Linked DNA regions of Mus musculus: regions 1, 2, 3, 5 and 6 are each linked to region 4. A link is a contact called in public HiChIP or PLAC-seq and promoter capture Hi-C data. All regions are on one chromosome and are shown on one strand. Each heading gives the region's core, a stretch centred on a gene start, on an enhancer-like site or on the middle of the called end of the contact. The rest is flanking DNA. Distances are from core to core; before and after follow the strand shown.

Evidence for each region. Promoter capture Hi-C pulls out the DNA fragments that hold promoters and counts their contacts. HiChIP or PLAC-seq counts read pairs in DNA pulled down with a chosen protein or histone mark.
Region 1: a contact with region 4 is called in an H3K4me3 HiChIP or PLAC-seq map of bone marrow-derived macrophages, with 6 times the contacts expected there. The contact joins the enhancer-like site here to the promoter of Klhl25 in region 4. A contact is called at or near these places in 9 of 39 promoter capture datasets (the 3T3-L1 cell line, the C10 cell line, the HPC-7 cell line and 4 more), 3 of 15 datasets of contacts at CTCF or cohesin (the NIH/3T3 cell line, large pre-B cells and pro-B cells), 3 of 484 Hi-C or Micro-C datasets (CD4 T cells, LSK cells and cardiomyocytes), 19 of 115 datasets of contacts at active chromatin or transcription factors (the 230-238 cell line, the SCID.adh cell line, T-cell acute lymphoblastic leukemia and 15 more) and 1 of 9 other capture datasets (adipose tissue).
Region 2: a contact with region 4 is called in an H3K4me3 HiChIP or PLAC-seq map of bone marrow-derived macrophages, with 3 times the contacts expected there. The contact joins the enhancer-like site here to the promoter of Klhl25 in region 4. A contact is called at or near these places in 3 of 39 promoter capture datasets (the C10 cell line and pre-B cells), 3 of 484 Hi-C or Micro-C datasets (liver and muscle stem cells) and 5 of 115 datasets of contacts at active chromatin or transcription factors (the 230-238 cell line, bone marrow-derived macrophages, large pre-B cells and 1 more).
Region 3: a contact with region 4 is called in a promoter capture Hi-C map of pre-B cells, with 3 times the contacts expected there. The contact joins the enhancer-like site here to the promoter of Klhl25 in region 4. A contact is called at or near these places in 4 of 39 promoter capture datasets (the 3T3-L1 cell line, cranial neural crest, hematopoietic stem and progenitor cells and 1 more), 1 of 15 datasets of contacts at CTCF or cohesin (the NIH/3T3 cell line), 4 of 484 Hi-C or Micro-C datasets (group 2 innate lymphoid cells, myeloid progenitors, pre-B cells and 1 more), 5 of 115 datasets of contacts at active chromatin or transcription factors (bone marrow-derived macrophages, effector CD8 T cells, large pre-B cells and 2 more) and 1 of 9 other capture datasets (liver).
Region 5: a contact with region 4 is called in an H3K4me3 HiChIP or PLAC-seq map of bone marrow-derived macrophages, with 2.3 times the contacts expected there. The contact joins the enhancer-like site here to the promoter of Klhl25 in region 4. A contact is called at or near these places in 2 of 39 promoter capture datasets (hematopoietic stem and progenitor cells and pre-B cells), 1 of 15 datasets of contacts at CTCF or cohesin (the NIH/3T3 cell line), 2 of 484 Hi-C or Micro-C datasets (myeloid progenitors and pre-B cells), 2 of 115 datasets of contacts at active chromatin or transcription factors (bone marrow-derived macrophages and large pre-B cells) and 1 of 9 other capture datasets (liver).
Region 6: an H3K4me3 HiChIP or PLAC-seq map of bone marrow-derived macrophages shows a contact between it and region 4, with 3 times the contacts expected there. The contact joins the enhancer-like site here to the promoter of Klhl25 in region 4. A contact is called at or near these places in 4 of 39 promoter capture datasets (the C10 cell line, cranial neural crest, hippocampal neurons and 1 more), 1 of 15 datasets of contacts at CTCF or cohesin (large pre-B cells), 2 of 484 Hi-C or Micro-C datasets (CD4 T cells and CD8 T cells), 5 of 115 datasets of contacts at active chromatin or transcription factors (the 230-238 cell line, bone marrow-derived macrophages, embryonic limb bud and 2 more) and 1 of 9 other capture datasets (macrophages).

Annotation. Positions count from the first base shown.
Region 1 is chr7:75,369,818-75,372,517 of GRCm38.p6, forward strand. No RefSeq gene overlaps it. Among named protein-coding and RNA genes, the nearest start is that of Sv2b, 62 kb to the left of the region's middle. Within about 2 kb of position 1,289, at least 148 of the 459 cell types and tissues checked have an H3K27ac peak or open chromatin away from gene starts, as enhancers often do. A contact at or near this core is called in the 230-238 cell line, the HPC-7 cell line, LSK cells and 10 more, where this site is marked.
Region 2 is chr7:75,471,256-75,473,955 of GRCm38.p6, forward strand. The region is part of intron 1 of Akap13 (A kinase (PRKA) anchor protein 13); the gene reads left to right. Among named protein-coding and RNA genes, the nearest start is that of Akap13, 17 kb to the left of the region's middle. Within about 2 kb of position 1,291, at least 25 of the 459 cell types and tissues checked have an H3K27ac peak or open chromatin away from gene starts, as enhancers often do. A contact at or near this core is called in the 230-238 cell line, bone marrow-derived macrophages, liver and 1 more, where this site is marked.
Region 3 is chr7:75,567,095-75,569,794 of GRCm38.p6, forward strand. All of the region lies in intron 2 of Akap13 (A kinase (PRKA) anchor protein 13), which reads left to right. Among named protein-coding and RNA genes, the nearest start is that of Akap13, 110 kb to the left of the region's middle. Within about 2 kb of position 1,382, at least 19 of the 459 cell types and tissues checked have an H3K27ac peak or open chromatin away from gene starts, as enhancers often do. A contact at or near this core is called in pre-B cells and pro-B cells, where this site is marked.
Region 4 is chr7:75,846,925-75,849,624 of GRCm38.p6, forward strand. It overlaps Klhl25 (kelch-like 25), which reads left to right and starts at 1,414. Exons shown (of 3, transcript NM_001122780.1): 1 at 1,414-1,549. Gm51489 (a long non-coding RNA gene) reads left to right here. Exons shown (of 3, transcript XR_003946804.1): 3 at 676-788.
Region 5 is chr7:75,549,832-75,552,531 of GRCm38.p6, forward strand. The region is part of intron 2 of Akap13 (A kinase (PRKA) anchor protein 13); the gene reads left to right. Among named protein-coding and RNA genes, the nearest start is that of Akap13, 96 kb to the left of the region's middle. Within about 2 kb of position 1,345, at least 10 of the 459 cell types and tissues checked have an H3K27ac peak or open chromatin away from gene starts, as enhancers often do. A contact at or near this core is called in bone marrow-derived macrophages, where this site is marked.
Region 6 is chr7:75,393,818-75,396,517 of GRCm38.p6, forward strand. No RefSeq gene overlaps it. Among named protein-coding and RNA genes, the nearest start is that of Gm46017, 42 kb to the right of the region's middle. Within about 2 kb of position 1,259, at least 11 of the 459 cell types and tissues checked have an H3K27ac peak or open chromatin away from gene starts, as enhancers often do. A contact at or near this core is called in bone marrow-derived macrophages, where this site is marked.

The DNA.
Region 1 (2,700 bases), core at 39-2,538, 480 kb before region 4:
TAACAAAAATGGCAGTGGCTGCAGATGAGCACCATTCTGTTTGCAACGGGCAGTAGTTAATGCTGAGACTCCTAACCAATCAAGTGACTTTTGAGCACTCACCCCTAAATGGAACATCTATATCACCCTTCCAAAGCTCATGAAACATTAAGGAAGACGGAGCAGAGATAATGTAAGAGCTACAGCCTGAAGGTGGGAGCGGGGTGCTATGAAATCCATGCTGTCTTCTGCACATAATTGCGGTACCTATGAAGTCCTGGCAACTGTGGCTATCTGCACAAGACAGGGCCCACTAACATTCCCTGTGGGTGGTGGGCGAGCTCATGAGGCCCCACCTCTCCCTGAGGAGCGATGGGCAGTAATGATTGCAGGGGTAGAAGTCACATTCCTCAGTGGTGTGGACAGTGGCAAGTTGTCCTTGCTCAAGCTAATAACTCCCCCAACCTTTCTCATTAAAGCAACCAAACTTAAACGCAGTAAGGAACAACCATGTTAAAACTTAAAAAGACATGGAAGTAGGAAGGGCACTTGCTGGGAAGAAGGGTGTTAACAAGAGGGTCAGGGAGAGAAGATAGGAAAACTGGGGAGGAGTTGGGAACATGGCTCGGGGAACACTGGCCTCAGAGACAGTGCTGGTGGTGCACACCCATGCAGGCAAAACACTCATACGTATGAAATAAAAATAGTAAGTGACTTTTTAAATGTCTCTCATTGTCCTGGCATTGACCTTGAAAGGCGTGTGGGAAATTGTGCTGCTAGGTCCACCCTACGCACCCCTACTCCCTGCCATCTGAGGGCTGAGGATCTTGGACCACAGCCTTCCTTCGTGCACTGAACAGCAGCTTGACTCACCTCTCTGGGACTCTTCCTTGCTTTTATTTTCTGCAATGCTTTGTGAGAAAAGTGTGTACCCCAGTGTCAAGGAAGCTTCTGGTGGGGCTCCGCTGCCAGCTCGTGGCTCCACTTCCTCAATCTCTGCGCTTCTGTTTCTCTTTTTTTTTTTTTAAACTCAAACCTGTGTGCTTCTGTGTCATTTATAAAATACTGTTTAAAATGTTTCAAGTGTAGCAACAGCTGCTACTATAAGGCTGTTACATTTAAAAAATACTAGGAACTATGTTAATCTTTGAAAACCCCAGAAGATCTGCTGGGAAAGGAAGGCAGGATGGTGTAAAGCCTGCCTCTCCAGCCTTTTCAGCGTATTGCTGTTGGATATATCACTGTCAGGGGCTTGCGACAAGCTCTTCCCTGGTTCTCCATGCTGTAGAGTGCCTGCCCCAGCAGATGGCAGAAGAGAACTGAGATGATGGAGAAGAAACCTGCCCAGGCGATTCACTCAGTCTGTGCTCTGAACACAGAACATCCTCATTCTAGTATATAATCTGAAACAGCCCTGCATAGTGATGTCATAGATTTACTAAATCGTATAAACACAGATGGGTCTGGAAGGTCTGTCAGTGACCGCTACAGTGAAATCAGTCTCTCCAGGGTTCCGGACACAGAAATGCCTACCCCAGTGTCCTCTGCCCGTAACCCCAGCTACTGTTCCCTCCTACCCTACCCTCCTTGTTAGGGTGACTAACTCGGTTTAATTTTCATGTCTCAAAGTAGATACCCAAAGGAAAACTACCTCTGATGGGACATGAAAGATTGAATTGGTATTTGCTTTCTTTTTTATTATATTTACCTCTCTCTCTCTTTCTCTCTCTCTCTCTCTCTCTCTCTCTCTCTCTGTGTGTGTGTGTGTGTGTGTGTGTGTGTGTGTGTGTGTGTTTCAAAGAAGCTAGAGTTACCTGCACAAAACCAAGCCAGTCACTAAGTACATGAATCCAAGAATGGGGTGGGCTCAGGCCCAGCACTAGCTGAGGAGATTTTGACAACTAAGGTAAGGGTTGTTACAGAAAGAGAAGTCATTTTTCCTCTGGCCCTTGCTGGGTTGCCCATATGCATACTGGTAAGACTAACTGGACTCAGTAGATTATTTAAAAGAAGGAGGAGGGGGAGGAGGAGGAGGAAGGGAAGGAGGAAGAAGAGTAGAGGGACATAAAGGGGAAGGACACGTGTGGGGGACTCTGGAGAAAGGAGTGGGGAGCAGGGCTATTATCAGACACATTGTCTAAATTATGAAATTGTCAAAGAACAAATAAAAATATATTTTTAATGAAACCACAGTCCCCGGATCTTGGCCCCTTGCTATCTATATCTGTGTGGAAGACATTTGGTCGGTTAAATCACCATCCGACTTGAAGGACTGGGCCAGGACGGGGGCACAGTTAGGAAGGAAGAGGAGGAGATGCAGCTGCTGTGAGAGTCACAGCCCTGTCTGCTGATTAGAGGATGTGGCTTTCTCACATGGACTCGCACAGCAGACAGGCTGCATGTGGTTTCCCAGGCCCACATGCTCTCTCTGCCCTTAAACAGGCTACCTCCTGGGGGCCCTCAGAGTCATCTACACCACGAACTGACAACATATGGGGCTTCTGTGAGGATTCCATGAGATCACAGATGGAAAGGGACCAGGCATGCAGTGACTCTGACTCCCATGCAACTGGGTGACAGGTGCAGGAAGATGTCATCGTTTTAGAATAACCATTAATCCAATTATTTTCTTTCCAATAATATGTAAAATATATAGTCATTGAGAAAATATATAGTCTGGAGAAACAGAGAAAATAAATGAAACTAAGATCATGTCATTCT
Region 2 (2,700 bases), core at 41-2,540, 380 kb before region 4:
TGAAGTCAGAATTAAGGTGACGGAGCTGCCTGATGTGGGTGCTGGGGACTGAACTGTGGTACCAAGGAATAACAGTAAGACTATCTCTCCAGCTCCGTCTTTATCATTTTTAAGCGTGGAATTTAGTAGCATTAGTTATTTTCATGTTGTTGTATACCTATTACCACCGCCTATAAGTTTTCATCCTGCAGGATCCAAACTACCCTTTAAACTATAAATGCCTGTTTTTATCCCCCAGCCACTGGCAAATAGCAATTCTTTTTTCTGTCTCTATGAATTTTGCTACTCCAGCTTGTAGGGTTTGTCTTCTTGTAGCTGGCTTAATTCCCTTGTGTGATGTCTTTAAGATTCATTTATGTTGTTCGCGTGTGTTAGAATTTACTTCTTTTCTAAGGCAGAATTGCATTCATTGTGTTGTATATACACTACGTTGCTTCTCTCTATTGGCCGTTGTAAGCAAGCTGTATGAGCACAGGGGTGCAAAATCTCTTTAAGCCTTTGCTTTCAACTCTATGGTGAATATGCCTACAATACTTGAGTTACATACTCGGGGAAAAATAATGCCAGTTAACACTAATGCCTCTTGTGTGCATGTGTGAGTATGTGTACCTGTGGCATTCAGAAGAGGGCATCGGATCCTGTGAGCCTGAAATTATTTATGGTCAGTTTTGAACCACTGGTTATATGGGTGTGTGGATGCTGAGAACTTCAGTAAGAACAATTTGTACTTATAACAGCTGAGCCATCTCCACTAACATCCCTGGTAAAAGAGTAGACATTAATTTGTTAAATCTCAACTTTAAAGCACGTATTTAGAAACGTGACCAAGGAGTTATGCTTAAAAGTCTCTGAAAATATTTTGGTTGTGTTGTGGAAAAACTGTTGTATGGTTTTCTTTCTAGACAACCATGCTTCTTTTCTGTTTCCTACTCTTTAATGCACATCCATTTTGACTTGAAAGGCAAACTGATAGGCTGTTATTTGTTATTTAGAAGGTAGTTATTTGGCACACACTCTCCCAGGCTCTTCTCCCTCTGAATTTTACTTCATTGTTGGCAGAATTGGGGATTGCTCTCCAAGTCTCATGCATGCTAGATAGTGGGAGTGGAAGAGAAGCTATCTTAGCCTTTGAAAGGCAGGAACAGGTAAAATTCTTTTTTAAACTTTATTTTTTTAGTGTGGCTTAATTCAACCTTTGTTCCTAGATTTTTTTTCTATAATTCACACTGTGACCTGAAGCCATAGTCAGCACTGCTGTGGCCGTTGCGTAATTGGTACTTGCATTTGTATTATGTAAATAAGCTTTGACTAGAGCAAATTTAAACTGTTGTAAACATTGTCTATTCATTCCTACAACTGTATTTTGTGGTAGAATTGAATTACTAATTCTGTGAAGGTGTTTTTTTAAAATAAGGGACAAAAATGGAAGCGCTTAGGAGTAGTTGCCCAGTAAAGTCATTGAAAGGAATATGATTGCTGTGTTCATTTTTAATTTTTCTTCTCTAAAGCTGGCAATAGCTTTTTTCTTACGGCACTGCCTTCAGAATTGTCTCTGTGCACATAGAAATGAATTGAGGAAGTAGAGATGATGATGTATTGAATGACAGTGGAGAAAAGTCCTGTTACTATAAATGGACAGAACAGATCCTTCTGTCTGTTCATCCGTCCGTACATCCTTTCTTCCTTCCCCTCCCTCCCCCTTCCTTCTCTCCCTCTGTCCCTCCCTCCCTTCTTTTTATATAACCTAGAGTTAGGGAGCCAGTTGGCAGACTGCATATTTTATTAACTGTTATGTAGAAATTGTCTTGATGTGAATACATTTCTAAGATGAATAGTTAATTTGTTCTTGTTGCTTTTACAAAGTCTCTTTGAACAAATGATATGGATGATTCCCTAATTCTGAAGAAAAAACTGATGGCATATGCCCAAGGCGTTTTGTTCTCTTAGCCTTGCCACCATATGTGGCTAAAATGGTCTACTGGAGGAGAATTGGGCTTTCTGTCTTCAACAGTTGATCAGGGCTTTTATGGGGGCTGGCAGGATGGAGTTGATGGTGTTAGAGCCCAAAACCACTTAGGCATGCACTTCTACCACTGAACCCCCACTGTACCCTCCTTTTAATTAAAGTAGGGTCTTTTGTATCTTATGCTGGCTTTCAACTCACTGTGTAATAGAGGGTAAGCCTTGAACTTTTGCTCCTCTGAGGGCTGGCGTTAAAGCCATGCTCCTCCACACTGGTGTGTGTGGTTGGTCTTAGGTATTTGGAATTGAACCCAGGTCTTGTACATGCCAGCCAAGCTTAGTTACCCAGCCCTGGTCTTGAACTCTTTATCCTCCTCCTCTGTGTCTTCATTGCTGTTGACAATAGATACATACCACCATGGGTTTCCAACTGTATTTGCTGCCTTATAATGTGGAAGGAAGACTTAAGTGTACTCCAGAATTACACTGATTTTGTGAGCTAGTTTGGTTGTATTTTCTAGAGTTAATTTTTTTTTAATTGAACTCTCAGATTGGGTTGGTAAATCAATTCTAGAAATGGACGATCTTTTCTTTAGTCTGAGGAATTATGGAGAGAAATGTTCTTTTCTCCTGTGAGTATGTTGTTCATTAGCTTTTAGACAGGAGGTTTACGACAGATTTAATGAACTCACAACCCTGTAGTTCTGCATGGGTAGTTGTTTTCTGGAACTTCAGGGA
Region 3 (2,700 bases), core at 132-2,631, 280 kb before region 4:
CATAGCTCTTTTCCATTCTATTACTTCCTTCCCCCAAGTTATTCCTGCTTATTGAAGAAAGGTCCTAGGTGACTAGTATTTTGTGGAATAGAGTCTTTGCCAAGGTCTTGTAGAGAGGCAATCTTTGGTATGGAAAAAGAACACATATTCTTGGAGTTCTGGTGGAGAGTCAGAGTTAAAACAGTTTTTATCTAAATCATAAGGTAATTCTTGCATTGCTACTACTACAGTAACTTCTGTATAAGTAAGTAAAAGATGTGGGCAACTGAGACGTCCCACCATTTATAATTCTTTAGTTTTTTTTAAATCCTTATATTAAAAACCCATTTTTATGGATAATTAAGCAGTTTTTTTAATCACTATACATTTTTATTTGGGAGATCATCTATGCTTATAAGATAATGCCTAATATAGACTACCTTTCTCATTAGTTATTGTGAAATTATGGCCCTAAAAATGATCAAACTCAAGTATACACTTCTCATTAATGAAGAGAGGGAAATTTTTGTCTTTGTAAGGGCTGCACTGTTTCTTAGGCTTATGTTGCTGGAGATTGATGGCATAGGTGCAGTCTTTTCTTGTTGTTGGGTCTGACTAAAATAGTAATTGAGAATATCTTGACCATTATTTTTGTTATTCAGCTCATCTGTGTAGTTAGCAGTGTGGCAGACTTGTTAGCTGTTCAACCAGACTCGTCAACCTGTGTATTCTGAGAGTTGGGCCTAGTTTTGAACAACAGAGTGATCGATCAGAGCTTCTCTCACAGAGAGTAGAGATCAAGTAACCAGTCACCTGGATAAAAGTTCTGACGGAGATCTGAGACTCTTCTCCTACATACAACCAAGCCCGCGTGCTTGATCTTTCAGAGTCATCTCCAGTAACACTAGGTAACTCGTGAACTTCCATAAAATAGGAGTTCTATGCACCTGGGAAATGTGGAGTGTGTTTGCTCTCTGTTACTATTAGAGGGAATCAACTACATTTAGTTCCAAGTGCCTTTGGAACTCAGCCTTTGAATTGCCTTGAGGTTAGTAAAGCTTTGTTCTCTTCTCTTGGGTATAGGTTAAAAGTATGAAAACAATTCAGAATTTAGTAATTTTGTATTAATGCTTTGTTAAAAGGATGTCAGTTGCTTTTGTCAGCCACCTCTTGCCCTCATTGAAAGGAAGCCCCAAATTAACTAGTAAGGGCACAGACAGAACCTCAGCAAGAAGACCCTCCTCATGTGAGAGAAGTTCTGGGGTCTGAAAAGAAGGATTCTGTCTTAGAGTGCCAGTTTAGAAATCTAAGTTAGAAATTTCAGTTAGAAATGCGAGTGGACTTCCTCTCGTGTGAAGGTGTAGGCAAGCGTGTAAGTGTGGATGAATGGGCACAGCTGTGGCATGGAGTTACGTAACAAAGCAAGCTAGAGGCAGAGGGTGTGGGCCATAGGTCTTAGTTTCCAGCACATGAAGGAAAAGATGAAACTTCTCTGGTTTTATTTGTAGAACATGAGGGGTCTTCAGTACCTACAGAGAATGGACTGTTCTCATTGTGCCTCAGACATTCAAGCTGATTGGCTCATACTAAAGGATGACATTTCTCTGGTTTAAGCCTTTTAAAATCATTTCCAGAGAACGGCGTGTATGTAAGGCCAAACTACAATTTGGAGTAGTGATCAAAACTAATGATAATTCATTTCTGACCATAATAGCTCTGTGTTATGGTGCTTTGGAGTGTTCCAGTTATAGCCAAATAAGTTATGGCTTATTTGGGGTTATGGTTCATTCTGACTTATGTGTCGAATTCGGTGGACTTGAGCACTGGGTATAAAATAAAAACAACATTTATGCTCCAGGAAACACTTTGAACTCAGTCTATAAAGTCAACATGCTCTTAACATTTATTAAACTTAACCTTAGGTTTGATGATATAATTTTAAGTTTTCAGCATATATCAAAATGCTGCCTTCTCTACTGATTCTGGGTTTAGTAATGTGGCCACAGGGTGGCATGATTCCCTTACATACCTTGTTGTTGATTAAAATGAAAAAGATGAAGACATACAAATTAAATGATAATTCTTTCCCCAATTTTATGTTAAAATGTCCAGGTTTTTTTTTCCTAAATTGATGTTTCTGTACTTCATTATTAAGATTTGAAGAATATTAAATCTCAGTACCCTAAGCTTTGATGTGTTAAAGGTTTTTTCCCTGTTCTTGTTAGCTTATGGTTATAGCACAAATTATGTTTATATTTGAGAAGAATGCTAATTAGGGCTGCATGTCACAGTGTATATTTAACTACAAGCTTTAGCTTTTTTTTTTAAAGCCAACTTATAAAAACTGATAGAGTATTTGAAACTGGCAGACAAAGATGTTTGTCATCCTCAATAGTTGTGAAGTTGTTTGCATAGTTACTGGCATGACACTTACCTCGTTTTAAAGGCTTCCTGGAAGGCTGAGTGAAGGAGGAGAACAGGGATGTCAGATGATCGAGAGGCACAGGCTATTCAAAGTGACCTTTTATTTAAATAGATGGGAAGTCCACTCTGCTCATGAGTTTCATATAGCAACTCTAAAGGCAGAAGGGTTGTTTCCATTTATACAAGTCCAGGAAAGTTAAGTTTGATGGATCTAAGTCAATCTTTGTAGGTGGAGTTTGAATGCACACGTTACCATTTCAAAGCAGATCTATATACCCTCACCTTTGTTGGGAAATG
Region 4 (2,700 bases), core at 164-2,663:
AAAGGAGTAAGCCCCCACCGCCCAGGTCTAGTAACTCTTTTAATTAATTAATTAAATGTATGTGAGTACACTGTAGCTGTACAGATGGTTGTGAACCTTCATGTGGTTGTTGGGAATTGAATTTTTAGAGTCTCTGCTCGCTCCGGCCCAAAGATTTATTATTATACATAAGTACACTGTAGCTGACTTCAGACGCACCAGAAGAGGGCGTTCTCATTACAGGTGGTTGTGAGCGCCACTCCCCAGCTCATCTAGTAACTCTTAAATGAACTAATGGATGCGTTGGGCAAGTGTGATGTCTACTCTTGATCCTCAACTTGATTATATCTGGAGTAGCTAAAACCCAAGCAGCTGGGCTCACCTGTGAGGGATTTTTTCCTGGTTGGATCATTTGAGATAGGAAGACCCTTTTTTTTTTTTTTTTGAGCCAATTTCATTCTTTTTTTTTTTTCCATTTTTTATTAGGTATTTAGCTCATTTACATTTCCAATGCTATACCAAAAGTCCCCCATATCCACCCACCCCCGAAGACCCACCCTAAATCTGGGCACCTTCTAGCGGCAGCCTGGAAAAAGGACCTGGAAGAAGCAAGCTTTTGCTCTTTGTCTGCCCTTAAGTTTCACAGGTAGGGTCATTCTTTCATTGTATTATAGCCAACTTCTTCTGAATTCCAAGGTATACTGAAGACCAGCTGAAGCATCCAGCCTCGTGGACTGACAGTTGGACTCTCAGACGTTATATCCGGAGACAGCCATTGTTGGGCTACCCCGGCCACAGCCTGAAAGTTACTCTAATAAATTCCATATGTGTGTTGTATGTATGTATGTATGTATGTATGTATGTATAGATATAGATTTACTCTATCAGTTTTGTACCGCTGAGAGTTCTAATAGTGAAGGATATTTGAAGGGTTAAAAAAAAGTTTAGGAAGAAATTTCCACCGGCTTGACAGAACAGCTGAAGCTTAAAGTCCTCTCCCTTGAAATCTGGGAATTCCCAGTATAGACAGGGATTCGTGTCTGTAGAAATTCCCTCGCATCGAAACTAGCCGGGAGGGAAAAAGGATTTCCTTAACATAGGAGCGATTAGATTGCTGGTCTTTAAAAAGATCAACAACGGCTGTGATTCGGTAACAGAAAGAAGAATGCGTGTGATCGACAAAGACCTTCCTTAAGAGAAGCTCTAGAACAGGTCGTGTTGCTTTCTCCCAACTCTGGCCACCAGAACAGAAAGGCAATGGCCTGTCCCTTTAAGAATCTGGTGGCAGTCGCTTTCCTCTCCCCGCCCCGCCTTCCGCGGCACCGATGGCCTGGACGACCGTCCCTTTCTTCTCACGCGACTGTATTACGGGTCAGTCGACCCATCCGTCACAGAGGCGCGGTTTATGATTGGTTGCTGCGCTTCGGGCCGCGAGGCGGGGCGGGAAGGCCGGAGAAACTAGTTTGTTGGCAGCGCCCGTGCGGTTCGGCTACGGGATCGCGGCCGGGACTGGTGAGCCGGCCGGGGGCGGCGGCAGCGGCGGGGACTGCAGAGCCTGTGGGGCCGCACGGTGAGGATCAGGTCGGAACTTGTCACCGGGACAGCGAGCGATCCTGCTCGAGGATCGCCGGGCAGGGCGTAGGACCGCAGGCCCAGTTCACTGGGTCGGGGAAGTGGGTGCTGACCTGGGAGCGCCCCTCGATCGAGCTTGGGGACCCCGTACTGTTATGTTCAGAGCTCCCGCCAAGGGAATGAATTGTTTTCCAAACGGATGTTACGCGCAGGAGCGGCTACCCTCTCCCGGGAGTGTTTGATTCATTGAGTCCGCTGATTCTCTTTTTTAAAAAAATTACTATTGATCCTAGAAAGAGGAAACTGCTTGTCTTCGAGGATGCGAACCGTGCAGCTTTGTGCACACACCTAGCCAAGGTCCCCGCGACTTGCTTGTACCTAGCCAGGGCCGAGGGGTTAAACCAGGGAAGAGTAGACAGCAGGGCCTGGCCGTGTGGCCCGCAGCATAGGGTCCTTCCTGTCTGGAAAGTTGTCTATCAAGGGAGAGTGGTGACACTCCCGGAGCCATACGCCCCTACCTACCCAGGTGGTGGCCGATCTGGCAGGGCCGTAGCAAGTAGTCCACCCCCCCCTCCCCCCGCCATCCCATTCCCCTCCTCCCATGCGTTGCCCTGGCGCGAGAATTCCGCTGTGGTCTGCAAATCCCCACTGGACTAGTCTCCTTCATAGCTGTATTAGAAGCTTTTTCCTACTCGGGAATTGTGCCTACTGGGGCACCAGACACTTGGGTGCAAGTGCCTCAAGGACCTCAAAGTGGATTCTCACAGTCTTACTTTTTTTTCTTTTTTTCCTCTCCCGGTTTTAGTCTTGTTATAAACGTCAGGCCAGCCTTGAGCATGAAATCTCTGGTCCCAGTCTCCTGAGAGCTGGGTTTATAAGCAAGTGCCACCTTACCAATCTGGGAGACTTTCTAGAGACTCGAGCACAGGAAGTTGGGGGGAGGGGCGGACTCTCGGGGGCTTTGTAGTTCATCTGTACTTTGGGGAGACCAGAGGCCAAGTTGCTTTGGCCAAGGTTCATTGGGCACTAGTTCTCCCTCCATGCTCAGGGCAGGACAAGGTATGCCAGATGTCTGGGCTCTTCACCCCTGGAGTAAGACGGGGAGGGAGGGGCACTTGGCACCTGACCCTCTAGTTTGCTGAGCCTCTT
Region 5 (2,700 bases), core at 95-2,594, 300 kb before region 4:
CTTAAAAGGGTGATGAGTTTTTAGCCCTGAGCCAGCACGGCGAAGGCACTACAACATTAAGGTAATTCTCAGAATGCATCTTCTGCATTTCCAGGTGCTTTTTCTGTATTAGAACAATATTCTTTACTGGTTTCTGAAGTGTTCTAGTGGGCTCTGAGTCTTCTGTGGTTAATGCTATTTTTAGCTGTAACTCTAGAGGAGACTGCTGTGCCAAAACACTCTCCCAGATGGTTTATATTGGATGTTGGCAATTTGATAAAATGACCAGAACACATTTAAGGAGGAGAAAGTAGGGGTGTATTTCTCATATTCTTCTGTTACAAATTGCCTTTTTATGCCTCTGAGGCTGCCTGTTTACTTTTCAGCTGTGGGGCCATAGAGAGAGTCTCTATCAACTCTTTTCGGAAACACACAGACACCCCTCCGACAGAGTAAATGCCTTTAAAAGTACCAGTCACACATGAGAGAGAAATTCTTTTCCAAGACAGGTTCCAAAGCAGCACATGGGTTAATAATCATTATCTACCATATGTTTGGGATAAGACTCTTATTTATTAGATTTTCAAGGGGAAGAGCCATTTCAGTTGCAAAACAGATTCCCAGAACCCCAACAAATATGGTTTATTATGTTACCCTCTCTGTCTTTTTCCCCTGGTACCAATGTTTTTGAATGAATAGCTTCTTAGATGAGACAGAAAACATCCTGATAATTGACAGGTATTATATGAAAAGAATAGCCAACACTAGATGCCTTTTCTCATTTAAGTTGTGAAAAACAAGACTGAATCTAGTGATTTTAGCTGTTTTTATTAGACTAATCCACAAGCTACTAGTGTCTGCTTAAAAAAAAAACAAAAGCAAACAAACAAACAAAAAAAAAAAGGAAAACTCTCTCAAATGTTATTTCCAGTTGGGGAAAGGTACTATGGGCTTGCATTTAATATACATTGCCTCATATGCTCTTCACAGTAAGCATATAGGATTTGGCTAATGTTTCCATTTTATATCCTGGCAAGTGCGAGTTTAAAAGTCCGCCAGCCAGCCTCCCCAGTGGACTTGTGTTCAGGTCTTAGATAGGCTCAGAAGACCTGGTCCATTTGATCTGTATCTGGGTGTTGAGGTGGAATGACTTAGGGCTTCCACATTGGATCTTTTCCCACTTTGGATTTGTTTTCAGCCTCCTAACAATGTGCACTTTGTCCATTGGATTGATGTGCTTGTCCGTGATAGTTAGAATAGATTTCCATCTAAATGCCATTAGAATCCTCATTTGGTAGCGCCTATGCAGATACTATGTTCAGAGAGAGGAACTTGTTTAAAAAAAAAAAAAGAGGAACCACTTAAAAAAAATTCCTAAATGCAGTTTGCGTAAGACAAATTTGGGAAGAACCATAGAACTAGGTTACCTGTACTTAAATGTTCTCAGTAGGAAAGAGGACCAATTTGTTAGTGATTCCCCTTCCCACTCCCACTCCTGTTCCTGGGAAACATGTTTCCATACCGGAACTAAAAGAATCTTGACTCACTTTACAGTTAGGCTACATTTTGTACCCTGAGCCTTGTTAGCATTCTGACCTCTTAAGTGGATTATCTGTTGTAACAGTATATTTCTGGTAGGCCTTGCTTCAGTGTTTCACTGTCTGGGGCACTGGCCAGCCAGATCTGAGAATTATATTTAAATAACAGTACTTTGTGAATAGTTTCAGAAGGTATAAGGAAATCAACTGTTGCTCCATGGTATGGTTTTATAAAGGCAAATACTATTTCTGTTCCATCTGTTGGACTTTCTAACCGGTTTCCAGTGGTTTGAGCTTTACATTTTATTTTCTTGGCTTTGTTAGAACTAACAAAGATGCTTTTTGGTGACTATTTAAAGGATACATTTTATAATAGCTTTGTGTTTCCTAAGCTTTCAGATAACAATGAGGGGAGTTAAATTTTCCATTTAGCATTTGAAGAGGAGTCTTGCTGGGCACTGGAAATTAAAACATAATGTTCTGTATGCTTAATTCACTTAAGTGGGTATTATGAAGTACTTGTTACATGAATGGGAGCTTTGGACTGAATTCTTTGATTGGGAGACAGAGGCTCAAATACATGACTGACTGGTAAAGTACTACAAGCAGTAGCTTGTTCTAGACAGACAGCAGGAGGAGATGCTGCAGAACTGATGGGGACCCTCAGAAAGGATAGCTTCGAGAACACCCCACTTCAGACGTGTAAATGTTGGGCTTGGGGCCAGCAAACCAGAATCCTGTAATCCTGGTGCCTACTAAAATCTAGTCATGAACCAACTGGACAAGAAGGTTAGTTTTAAAAGCCCCTGATGAAGCCGGGCGGTGGTGGCTCACGCCTTTAATCCCAGCACTTGGGAGGCAGAGGCAGGTGGATTTCTGAGTTTGAGGCCAGCCTGATCTACAAAGTGAGTTCCAGGAAAGCCAGGGCTATACAGAGAAACCCTGTCTCGAACAAACAAACAAACAAACAAACAAACAAAAAAAAAACCAAAGCAAACAAACAAAAAAAGCCCCTGATGAATTAAATCAGAGCAGTTTGGGTTGGTTAATGTCTTCCAACATGGCTGATAAAGCAACCCATCACATATAAACAAAAAATGGTTATGTAGATTGTTATTTCAAAAGGACAAGTGCCTAACTTCTCTTTAAGGCCAGCTTTCTGAGTAGACTGTTAATAGATTTT
Region 6 (2,700 bases), core at 9-2,508, 450 kb before region 4:
AGGAGTGTATGTATGCACATCGTGTGTGTGGGAGCCAGCAGAGGTCAGAAAAGGAGTTGGATCCTCGGAAACTGAAGATCCAGGTGATTGTGAGCTGCCTATCGCTAGGAACCAGACTTAGGTCTTCTGCAAGAGCAGCCAATGCTATTAACTGCTGAGCCATCTCTCCAATCCTGTGTTATTTGGATGGAGTCTGAAGAGTATCTGAAAATTTGCATCTGTGAGAGACTCTCGGGTGATACTGTTAGTCTCTGAGCATGCTCTAGAACCCACTGGAGGGTTAGAGATAGCACAGGAGTTATGTGCTTGCTATGAAAAAATCATGACCAGAGACCCCATCCTCAAATGAGAATGGCAGCTGGGGGCTGGAAAGATGGCTCAGTGGTTAAGAGCACTGACTGCTCTTCCAGAGGTCTGGAGTTCAATTCCCATCAACCACATGGTGGCTCATCTGTAATGGGATCTGATGCACTCTTCTGGTGTGTGTCTGAAGGCAGCTATAGCACTCATATACATAAAATAAATAAATAAATCTTAAACGAGAGGGGGGGCGGAATGGCAGCCTTCCTGTATTTCCAGCCTTGGAAATGTGGAGACAGAGTCCCCAGAGCAAGCTGGTTAATGATATTAGCCATATCCGAGAACTCTAGATTTGAGTGAGAGACAATGACCCATTGAATAAGGTGAAAGAGCAATTGAGGATAATTTCACAGCCTAACACACACACTCATGCACATACAATCACGCATATACACTCACACACACATTCACATACTCTCTCACACACTCACACATATACACACATACATACATTCATGCATACATACATACACTCACACACACATACACACTCATTCTCTCTCTCTCTCTCTCTCTCTCTCTCTCTCTCTCACACACACACACACACACACACACACACAGGACTGAGAGGTTAAAAAATAAATTAACAGTGCTTCCCTAATGAGTCAGCACAACCGGAAGTCAATCCTTTGACTTACTGTTCTAATTTCACAGCAGGGATGAAATCCACTCTAGCTCCTGAAGAATTGTAACATAGACACACATAGTTGCAAACACACACACTCATAAAAAGAGCTTTTTAGAAACATCAAGTTATGTTTTTTAATCTTTCTGAAATTCATACCATTGTAGTTTTAAATAGAAAACATGAAAGTTAAATTTGGTTCGAGGAGTAAGCCAACATTACACATATCTACTTTTAGAATGTGAAGTAATAACCCTCAAGGCATTAAGAGAGTTTGTGGCTATTTGCCCAACACTGATATTAAAGAGAGCACAAATCTAGACTTACTATTTGGGCTTTACCATCCTGTCAGTTGTCATCTGATTTCTGCTTTTATTGGTCCCACCTCAAGTTGTTCCGCATCGCCTCTTCTTTGCTGCTTTGTCTCTGCTACAGATTTTAAAATCCATAATAGATAGGAAACAAAACTAACAAAACTAAACTCATTGAAGGCCTGGATGCCCCGCCCAGAGATCAAGTGTGGACAAGGGGCTGGTTTTTCTAATTTCATATCTGACAAACTGCCAGCTGGTGCTCCCGGTGCTGGGCCAGGGACCTCACTAAGAATGAATGGAATTTCCCGATGAGTCTCTTCACAGGCGGTATCTTCTTCCTTCATCCACATTCTCCCCTCAGTGGGTGTAGTTCGGAGGTTTCCATGTCTACCTTCACTCAATTCTCCCAGCTTTTTACTACTTCCTTCTAAACACATTTCAAATTCTGCAATTATCCAGGTAATCAGTTAGGGCTGTAGTCTCCACCCTGACAGACAAGCAGGCCATTAACTTATTAGATGAGTAAATAGTAAAAATAGTAACTATCCAGCCCAGAGCAGCAGATCCCACCTGAAATTCCCTCATCTGGGAGGTGGAAACAGGGAGACCAGGAGCTCAGGGTTATCCACACCTACAGAGGAAGTTTGAGGCCAGCCTGAACTACAGGAGAGCCTGTCTCAAAACAAACAAACAAAAACAGCGCAGAGCAAAAAGGGTGTGTAAATACTCGTCAGTGATTAAACACTGCCTATAAATCAAATACAATTCAGATACATTTCATTTTTTATCTTATTTAACTTTCACATTTGTACATCTAGAAATGAAGAGCTCAGGCATGTTCTAAGTTGGAACGAGGGTAAATGGTCTCACTCCTCCAAGGTCATGTTTGCTAAGTGGTGTAGCTGAGTTTCAAGTAGAGCCAAACTATTATTTCACTAGTCTATGACTACTGTCCCACTGAAAGCAAGATGAACAGTGAGGTGTAAGGGAATATGGCAATCTGTGGTTAATTTAAAACAAACAAACAAACAAACAAAGCAAGCAAACAAATAAACAGCCCACAACAAACATACTGGCACCCACCTGCCAGTTCTTCTTAGAACCATTTTCAACCCATTGTCTCTGGTAGCCAACACTAATATTAGAGGAAGCATAAGTTACAAACCTGCATATATCTTTGCCTCATTTATTTGTGAATTTCATTTGCTCCAGCGCTCGGGAGGCAGAGGCAGGCAGATTTCTGAGTTCGAGGCCAGCCTGGTCTACAAAGTGAGTTCCAGGACAGCCAGGGCTACACAGAGAAACCCTGTCTCGAAAAACAAAAAAAAAAAAAGAAAGAAAGAAAGAAAGAAAGAAAGAAAGAAAGAAAGAAAGAAAGAAAGAAAGAAAGAAAGAAAGAAA